2 separate regions of the Rattus norvegicus genome follow, and region 2 is linked to region 1. A link is a contact called in public Hi-C data. All regions are on one chromosome and are shown on one strand. Each heading gives the region's core, a stretch centred on a gene start, on an enhancer-like site or on the middle of the called end of the contact. The rest is flanking DNA. Distances are from core to core; before and after follow the strand shown.

Region 1 (4,911 bases), core at 202-2,701:
GGCCAAGCACAAGTGATGTGGCTGGCTTCCGTCGCGGATAATGATGAAACTAAGTTCAACACCGCCTGCTACAGCAGTTTAAGTTATAAGGCCACACTCTCCTTCATTGCACTTGATTCTCCAGAGCGTGTAGTTTGTAGATCTGTTAAGGTGTGGAGGGCTTTCCTGGTGGGACTGCACATTTGAGTCTGTGAAGCCCCTCCACCAGCCATAAACTCGAATCAACCCGACCAATTGCCCCTCGGCAGGGCTGAAATAGGGAGGGGAAAACCTGTGTTGGCAGTCCTTGTGAGCTGCGCGGACTTACTGCTCTATCTTGGCTCCTCTTATAAATGACAGCCAGCTTACACCACGAGGGGTGAGAGAAAGGGCATTCCACGACTAGCGCCTTGCTTCTGAACACTACCGGGGTGATCTCAACCTCAGGCAGTACAAAGTCACTACCCCTAGGGATGAGCTAGTCAAGAAGTGACATGTCCAAGGTCATACAGCTAGTGGGCAGACAGCTGCCTTTCCAGCTGCGTCCAGAGCCCAAAGCAAAGCAATTGGTGTTTTTACCTAGAGGTTTTAAGTGCAGAGTCCGGACTACAACCAACACGCAGCTTCTGGGTCCTGCTTGCTCCCTGACCCAAACCTAACCTCTGGGCACAGGCACCGCCAGTCCCTGAATTGCCGGGTCACAAGTCGCCCATCCGGCATCTGACTGCCTTGACGCGCACACCAGAGCCCAGAGCCCCTGGCGACCGTCGGGGGCTGAGTGGCCCGAGGGAAGCAGCTATGACTCGGAGGCTACGGGGAATTAGGTGGACTCTGAGGATGGCGCGGGTGGGCACAGTGCAGCGACCCCTTAGGCGTCCACTTGAACGCGGCTGGGCAGGTGTAGGCGCCGGACCCGGGCATCCGAGGCCACACTTCCGAGTGTGAAAGCTCGGCGACGCCTCCTGGGGACCCACGGCCTCAGGCCATCCCGCGTGACCGTCCACACAGGCCAACACGTCCTCCCCGCCCAGTGTCCCACAGCACTCGAGCGTGTCCCCGCAGGGACCCCCGCCGTCCCCAGTGGTGCGGGCCGCCTTCCCACGCGGCGCCGCTGGCCGCGGGCTTGGCAAGGCGCCCCCTCGCGCGTGGCCGCCGGCGGCCGGGAAAGTTTGGGGCGCGCGGGGCCGGCCGTACTCACCTGGCCCAAGTTGAGGTAGCCGTGAGCCGCAGCCACGCGGTCCGCCGCGCCGGGGCCGCCCAGCACTTGCACTGCCCAGTGGTTGGTGTAGACGGGGCGCGGCGGCGGCAGCGCGGAGCAGACGGCGGGCAGAGCGAGCAGAAGCAGCCAACGCCAGGGGCGCGGCGCCAGCGGCGAGAGCCCGTGCCGGCCGGCGGCCCGGGGCGGCGGCCGGGGCCCGGGCGCTGGCGGCGCGCGCGGAGGCATGGCAGCGGCAGGCTCGCGCGGCGCCCGAGCGGCGAGTGCGCCGGGGGGTGGGGAGCCGCCTTTTAAAGCCGCTCCGCGCCGGGGAAGCGCCGCCGCCGCGGGCGGGAGCCGGGGAGGAGGAGGCCGCCGCGGCGCGTTCCCGCCCGCGCGGCCCGGTGGCGCCCCTGGGCCCGCGCTCGTGCGGCAGTCTCCCGGCCCGCCAGCAGCCGGGGGCCGGCGCAGGGGAGGCTCGAGACTTCGGGTCTCTCGGGACGCGGCACTGCCTAGAGTAGCAGCCTCCGCTCCGCGCGTTCTGCTAGAAGCCGGGAAGGCTCTGGGCATCCCACGTGAGTTCCCCATATCCCGGAGGAGTTGACTTAGAACGGCACCTTTCTACCGGTTGCGCCCCTGGAGGCTGAACTCACCTGCTGGGGTCCCCAAGGCTAGACAGACTTGCTCAACTTAGCTATAGTGGTGAGCGTGCAAATGTGCAGGATCTTCTGGGGGAAACGATGCCAAGAAAACACCGTGGTGTACCAGGACCTGGCCTGACCTCAAGACCACATTGAATGGGCAAAGGGCATGTGGCGAACTTAGCTGGAGTCCACGAGAGTATTGGGAACACAGCGTCCATACAGGGCTGATGCTTAGCTAGGACGGCTGTGCAGGTGAACTCCTTAACTGACCACTTAGCATCTGTGTGATCTGGGGCACCTTTCTGTTCTTGCTGGGCCTGTAAGATGGGGATAACAATAGCATCCATCTATCCATCGGGCTGTTTTTAGGATGTAAGCTCTTCCCTTGCAATCAGCTGACAGTAATGTTTGTTTTGATGAGCCCTGGACCTGCCACGTGCTTGGTATTCAGTAGATTGTGTTCACCCTTAAAAGTACCCACTGAGCTAGGACCAGTCAGTGCAAATGTGAGCTGACTCATCCTTACCCTCCCTCCCATAACAGCCTGGAGAAACTGGGGACACGTCCACGCTGTGACGAGAGGCTGGGATAGATGCAAGCCTCAGAGGACCCATTGGTCCCAACTGGCTCCGCACAGAAAGCAAACCTTCAGCCTGATTAATACAGGAGGGGAACCGGGAAACAAAATAGGGCAAAATAGGACAGAGAGGGCCTTGAGTCAGGAAGGAAGTCACTTCACCAAAGCTCAAGTTCCAAGAGCACCTGGTTCCCAGACTGGTGCTGTGGGGAATTCCTTTGCCTGAGTCTATAGCCAGGCAGATCAAACAGACAGGCCAGGGAATACAGGAGAGAGAGGGCAGGATCTGCAGAGACCCACCTGAAGTCCTTTCCAACATCTCTCTGAGGAGTCCTTGGGTTTTGTACCTCACATGATCCATCCTTTCTACAAGTAGGAGTCATCCTAATGAAGATGGAGGACTAGGAGGATTGGGGGGGGGGGGGGGCACAGCCAGGAGGAGCCAAACTCATGTTAACAGGGCTCCTATCACAAGTGTCTTTTGGTACCTGAGACCTTTCCTCTTCTTCCCCAGATCACGACTGCCCCTGTTGTTACACCTGGCCAAGGGGAGTCAGCTCTCTAGGCAGTAACTCTAGAACCACCCTTTGTTGCAGAATATAAGGCCCTGGGACAAGGCCTGGGTGCTCCCTGATCTCCTGCCTGACAGAAAGATCTGAGGCCATCACACAAAGTGGCCAGCCCTAGAGAACAGCACTGCATATATGTTGGACAAAGACAGCATCTAGACCCTTGAGCCTGCCTCTGTTCAGTCAGGCAGAGAAGCCAATGGACAGAGGAGAGTGGAGACAGAGGATTCAGTCTGTTCTGTTCCTTTCCAGCAATCCATCTGGACAACCTGAGTCCCTTCTCTGGCCTTCGTGGGCCAACCTGTCTTTGACTCATCCCAGATCCTGTACTGTGCTTCAAGAGCCTGGCCCTGCACAACACACATATTCTAGATGATGTGGAGTGCCTTATAACTCCCAAGAGGGTACCCCTGTTACAGCAGTTACCTTGACAGGCAGAGATGCAGGTTTTCTATAATAATTTGGTAGACAAAGGGATTCAGCATACTGAACTGAAGGAGACTAAAATGCATCTGAATTTTGTACCTGGAGAAGTCGGAATGTATTTTGCTAACAAGGTGATCCACTGAGACTAAACCCCCTGCTTGTCATAGAAGTACCTGGGCCACGGCATGGCTGTAGGAAGACCAGCTTGCCAAAATGAACACCCTAAATCAAATCGCCGGCTGTGAGTTTCCAATTGATTTACGAGGTGACGGGATTAACTCAATCACAAAAGTCCCAGCCCTTTGAGTTGAGATAGGATCTGTAATAAAACTTGCCTCTTCTTCCTGCAGGGAGGGGATTCCATTACTCACTCATTCCTGATCTCCAGATGTCCAGATGGCCCTGAGGTGCACACAGCTCCCAGGCTGGGAGTGACTGGGGGGATTGGAGGGGGGTGCTTCTTCCCTGGATTGAGGTTGGCCAGGCTGGGCAGGGACAGGACAGGGACTGGAAAGGTGGTTGAAGATAGCTATGTCTCAGAAGTTAGAAAATGTCGGGGACTGGAGAGATGGCTCTGTGGTTAAGAGCACTGGCTTCTCTTCCAGAGGTCCTGAGTTCAAATCCCAGCAACCATTCCAGAGGTCCTGAGTTCAAATCCCAGCAACCACGTGGTGGCTCACGACCAAGATCTGATGCTCTCTTCTGGCGTGTCTGAACAGCTACAGTGTACTTATAGAGAATAAATAAATAAATCTTTTTAAAAAGAAAACATCATACAGAGATGCTTCCCAAACAGAAGAAAAGAGGAGCCACTAGGATGTGTTAATGGAATTATATTCTTATGCTTACCTCTGGCCCTGGTGCAACAAGAGCGTGGCTGCCTAGCCGTGCCTCAGTGAGCCCTTAAGTCAAGGCTTCTATTGCAGTTATTCCTGCGTTTGTCCCATGTGGTCCTCGAAAACAGGACACGTGCCCCTCCACTGTCACATCTCCTACCATGGTAATAGTTTATCGTCAATGTTATGTACTCTAAATATATATATATATATATATATATTTTTTTTTTTTTTTCCCGGAGCTGGGGACCGAACCCAGGGCCTTGTGCTTCCTAGGTAAGCGCTCTACCATGAGCTAAATCCCCAGCCCCTTAAATATATATTTCTTGAATGAACTTTTTCACTTCTGTAAAAGAAATTATAACAACTGGAGCTCGGTGGTGATTTACTGATCACAGATATCGAATCATGTTATGCATGCATGCGGGTGTGTACCTCACAGCCTCTTGGGACTAAGAATTATCTCCATTTAAGTGGTAGAAACTTGATTGCAGAATTGTACCTTTGCGAGTGTGCTAGGTCCTAATGGACAGGATGATAGTTCTGGGTCACATGGGCAGAGCCTTCAGGGGACTGGAGAAGGTGAGCACTCAGCCCACAGGTCACAGCACTCACTTGGGTGTGGCCTCAGACAACTTGCTTCAGCGTCCTCTGCTGTAAATGGCAGTGACACTGCTGTCCTGTG
Region 2 (4,715 bases), core at 66-2,565, 53 kb before region 1:
CACTAAAAACAGCCTGCAGCCACATCCCAGTTGGGTTGATTGTTATGGCTGAATTGTGTCTCCCTCTAGACCAGTGGTTCTCAACCTTCCTGATGCTGCAACCCTTTAATACAGTTCCTCATGCTGTGGTGACTCCTCAACCATAAAATTATTTTCGATTTTAATTCACAACTGCAGTTTTGCTACTGCTATGAATCATAATACAAATATCTGTGTTTTCCGATGGTCTTGGGTGAGCCCTGTGAAGGGGTTGTTCTACCCTCTGGTTGAGACCCCACTGTTCTATCTACTTGATGTTAAAGTCCTGACCCCTGGTATCTCAGAATGAGACCGTAGGCGCCCAAACCCTCGGCCTCACACGTGTTAAGCAAGTGTTCTGCCACTGAGACACACCCCAACCTCTGGAGACATTCTTTAAAGAGACAAATTGAGTTATGGTGAGGTCATTAGGGTAGGCCTTCATCCATTATTACCAATGTCCTCATATGAGATTAGCACACAGATGTGCAGCGGGAGTCCATGCAAGGACACGGCAAGAACACAGCCATGTGCAAGAGACCTCACAGAAACACCCAGCCAAAACCTTCCCCCTCACCTCCAGGCCTCTGTGATTGTGAGACGTAGGTAGGTGTCTGTTATTCCAGCCACCTAGTCTGTGACCCTTTGTCACAACAACTCTAGCAGACACTGGTCCACACTCCCCTAGTCTATCTATCATTTTGGATTCAGCAACATTCGATGAGGCTTTCCTAACTCAGGCTTTCACATGGGTTTTATGATCACCGGATTGGGCAGGGGGGTGTGAACCACAATTTGTATCTAAAACATTTAGCTAGGAAGCAGTTGATATGCAAACGAAGATAGGTAGCCATTGTATGCAGGAGCCTGGTCTGGGAAAACTGAGAGACATTTCAATAAACATTTATTCCGCATCTGTTAGCTTTTACTGGGCGACTGCTGGGCTTGTAAGGGGACAAAAAAACAAAGGAGATGGAGCCTTAGCTCTCAGCTGCTTTGCCTTGTGTTGGCAAGGAATTGTGTTTCAGTGACCAAGCTCCTCTCCCCAGGAGAATCCATCAATCTGGCTGGTTTGCCTTCCCACTACTCTCCATTGGTTCTAGCAGTCGTAGCACACACCAGATGTGCTCCCCAGCCCGTTCTAGAACTCAGAGATACCCTATGCAGCTCCCTGCCACTCCTGTTTCTGTCACCAACCTGCTCCTACGCAAACTACTGCTGCTCTCAGACACTGTGGTGCACATCCACTCCAGGCTAAATCTAGAACACAAACACACAACTGGTAGGGAGAGCAGACTATGCCCTGGGGATTTTGATTGAATGACTGACTGGCTTCCTGGTAGCATGGGCATTTAGTGAACCAGTGCAAAGGCTCAACAGGAGTGAAGTCATCAGGGGTGGGGCAGAGGCGGGGGGAGGGGGAGGGCTGACTACAAAGGCTGGTGTAGTTGGGCTCAGGGGCCATAGGAAGCCAAGAGGTGGGAGTACAGCCCATCTGGGACAGTGGCAACAAGGTGCTTCATAGGATCCCTTGGGAGTGGAGAGGTTAGCTGTAGGGGAGAGGCAACAAGGAGGCTCACTGGAGGATACCCAGGAGGACACTGCTGTATTCCAGGTGAGAGAAATCAGGATGGGGACTTGGCAGTACAGGAAGAGGGCTGCCCCCAACCAAGTGGGGGAGGGGCAGCTGCCAACTCAAGCCAGAGAACACAAACGAGTACCTCAGTACCTCAGTACCTCAGTACCTCGCTCTGAGGCTGTGAGGCCTTTGATGTCACTGGGAAGTGCCAAATACGCAGGTAAAACGATAAAAGACTGTCTTTTGAGGTGCGTTTTAAAATTCAAACCCTTTGCCAATTGCCGACAGCCGTGCACCTGAAATCAGTTGTGCCATTCTGAAATATGGAGAGACAGCCACGAGCTTGCGGCAGTTGGACTACAGTACTGCCTGGGAAGGGTGGTGGTCTGTGAGACCTCCAGTCAGGGTGCTAGAGTGTTGTCCCCACCCATGTGGGCAGATCCATCCTGGGCGGGAGCAGCCGACCCATTACATAGTCCGTTGGCCCTGGAGACCACTGTGGTCACTCACTGTCCATGTACTGCTATCTGCCAGGAACTCTCTGTTTGTTTGCTATCCGAACGGCTCTCACACACAAACCGTCAGATAAAATTCCATCTGTGGTTAATGGAAAGAGCTGTTTAAATGTTGCATCACTGCTGGAAAGAAACCCGAGCGCTGATTAGACTCTGGGGCAAAGTCCCATCGGGCTGAGCAGAATGCCCCCGAAATCACGCTGCAACTGGGAAGCATTAAAGCCCCAGCAGGAGGCACCAACTAGAAGGTCCCCACAGCCCGGAAGCAGGCACTGAAGCTCTCCCCAATAACATCTCCATCTTTCCACTTCCATCATCCAACTGGCCTGGGACCAAAGGAAAGGAAAGGGCTGAACTAGAGTCATCAGGCTAAAATGTAAGGTTTGGAAGACACGGGCAGCAGCGTCTAAACTATACGCCAGTTTGGAACAGAATCAGAACGCGTAATTTTTAAAAAATTTGCGAGCCTTTTCAGCTCTGTAACATCTGCCCTTCTGCAGACGCTCAGCAGTGGGACAAGTTAAAAACAAATGGTTTCCTTTTGCTTAGACGACAGCCTTTAGAGAAACCCCGGCGACCAATACCGCACACTGGGAACGTGTAGGTTGTCCTCCCTGTGATAGGGCTGACCAGTAAAGCAAAGCAAAATGGCCCCCTCAAGCAAAGGTGAATTAAGAACATACAGAAGGGAATAGCTCTGCAGTTAAGAACACCGACTGTTCTTCCAGAGGACCTGAGTTCAGTTCCCAGCACCCACACGTCGGCTAACAACTCCAGTTTCCGGGGATCCCATGCTCCTCTAGTTTCCACAGGAACTGCATGCATGTGGTTCAGGCAAAACATCCATGTACATAAAATAATACATATTTTATGTGCCAAGACAGTGATGACTAGAGAGCCAGTAGAGGACGAGTGTCCCTGCCTGGCAGGGAAGACACCAGTGTATGTGTCTGTGTGTAAACAAAGACAAGCATCTCTCCTTCGCTGCTTTGTTTAGACAAATGTACACTCCATCCGTTTTATACGATGTTGGGGGGGACTGTAAATTCCATCACTCATCAAACTGCTTTGAGACAACAGAAACCGAAGGTAACTGATATAAAATACCATCTGTATTCGATTGGACTTTATCCTAAGCCCTATAACATCCATTTCTGGTTCGGTCATTCCAGCACATGGGCAACTACATCCCAATGTCTCTGAATTACATCAAATCATCTTTTCCTTTCGTTAATAATATTAATTATGGACCTTCCCAAGTGTAAGGGCGTCATAAAAGGCTAATGGAAGGAAATGGTTCTGACAAGGGACAATACTAAACAATTCCGTGAAACAGCCAATTTCATCAAACTGGAAATGACTAGGTGAAGTAAAAATTCATCAGGCGGACAGCGGACTCATTTGGCCTGCCAACCAGACTATGTAAACAGAGGTATTTCATTTGCGGCTCAGAATTCCTAATTGGTCTATATGCTTTCCCTGGGGTTGAAGCTTTAATTAGAACTGAGGGAGAGGATAGGCCAATGGCTGGCATGTCTCAGGCAGGGCTGGGACGGTCAGGCTTTTCACCTTTTTCCTCTTTCCTTTTATTGGCAAGATGCTTTGATGGCAGCCCTGCCAGGAACCAAGAAACTAGGTAAAAGGGGTTTTTATTTGGAAAAAGTTAACTGCCAGAGCCTTGCCCTAGGAAATCTGTTCTTCCTTCTTCTTACTTCAGGATACAACTGCAGGGTATGATGGCTCATGCCTGTAACGCCAGCATTTGGGAAGCTGGGGCAGGAGGCTTGCCATAAATTCTAACTCACCATGGGCTACAAGGTGGGTCTAGGGCCAGCCTGTGATATGGAATGAGTCCCTGCCTCAAGTAAAATGGCACAATGAATCCCTGGGGAGCACTGTGGGGAGATCCAAACTGCACACACCCAACTTGAATCAACAGACCAGCTCAGCTGCTGGATTCAGGCAGGACTACGGCACCCAGCCACGGGAACCTCTTGGAGTATGTCCCTGCCACCCTGCCTTGTATGGCCCATGCATGAGCCTTCTGCCCCAGCATCACCCAGGCCTCACCAGTACGAGAACTACTGAGCAGTTTTGCACCTCACAATCATACAGTTAATGTTTCTGAAAAAGACATGTCCAGCTAAGTACCTTAGGAAGCTTTAAAGCTCCCAGGGCTGGTGGGTCTGGTCAGTAATCTCAGCTGTTCAAAAAGCTGGGTTGGGAGGACCAAAAGTTCTGCCAAGGCAAGTTATCTAGACTTTGTTTCCTAATAAAAAGTACAAAAGGGGGCTGAGAACATAGCTCAAGCAGTAGAATCACTTGCTTATTATGTAGGAGGCCCTAGGTTCAAGGCCCACTACCTGGAACCCAAACAAGACACCACTAAGGTTTAAAACCGAAGCAAAAGCATTCTCTGTATGTCTCCTAATTTGACTCTATTTGTCTGAATATCAAGAAGCAGTTTTAATTCATGGAAGACCCTTTGAAAGGGATTGGGGCCAACTCTCTTATAAAAGATACCCCATGTCAGAGCATTCTCCACACAGATACTTGTCCCAATGTTTAACTCCCTGAGAGGTAGGAATTTGAAGATGCCGGGC

What was found. Hi-C and Micro-C count contacts between places; a contact is called where the count stands out from the background.
Region 2: a Hi-C map of liver shows a contact between it and region 1, with 2.5 times the contacts expected there. The contact joins the enhancer-like site here to the promoter of Pcsk6 in region 1. A contact is called at or near these places in 4 of 12 Hi-C or Micro-C datasets (hepatocytes, kidney and liver).

The regions. Positions count from the first base shown.
Region 1 is chr1:128,836,282-128,841,192 of GRCr8, reverse strand. Pcsk6 (proprotein convertase subtilisin/kexin type 6) reads right to left here and starts at 1,451. Exons shown (of 21, transcript NM_012999.2): 1 at 1,178-1,451. The coding sequence starts at 1,423.
Region 2 is chr1:128,889,736-128,894,450 of GRCr8, reverse strand. All of the region lies in intron 2 of Pcsk6 (proprotein convertase subtilisin/kexin type 6), which reads right to left. Among named protein-coding and RNA genes, the nearest start is that of Pcsk6, 52 kb to the right of the region's middle. Within about 2 kb of position 1,315, at least 26 of the 93 cell types and tissues checked have an H3K27ac peak or open chromatin away from gene starts, as enhancers often do. A contact at or near this core is called in hepatocytes and liver, where this site is marked.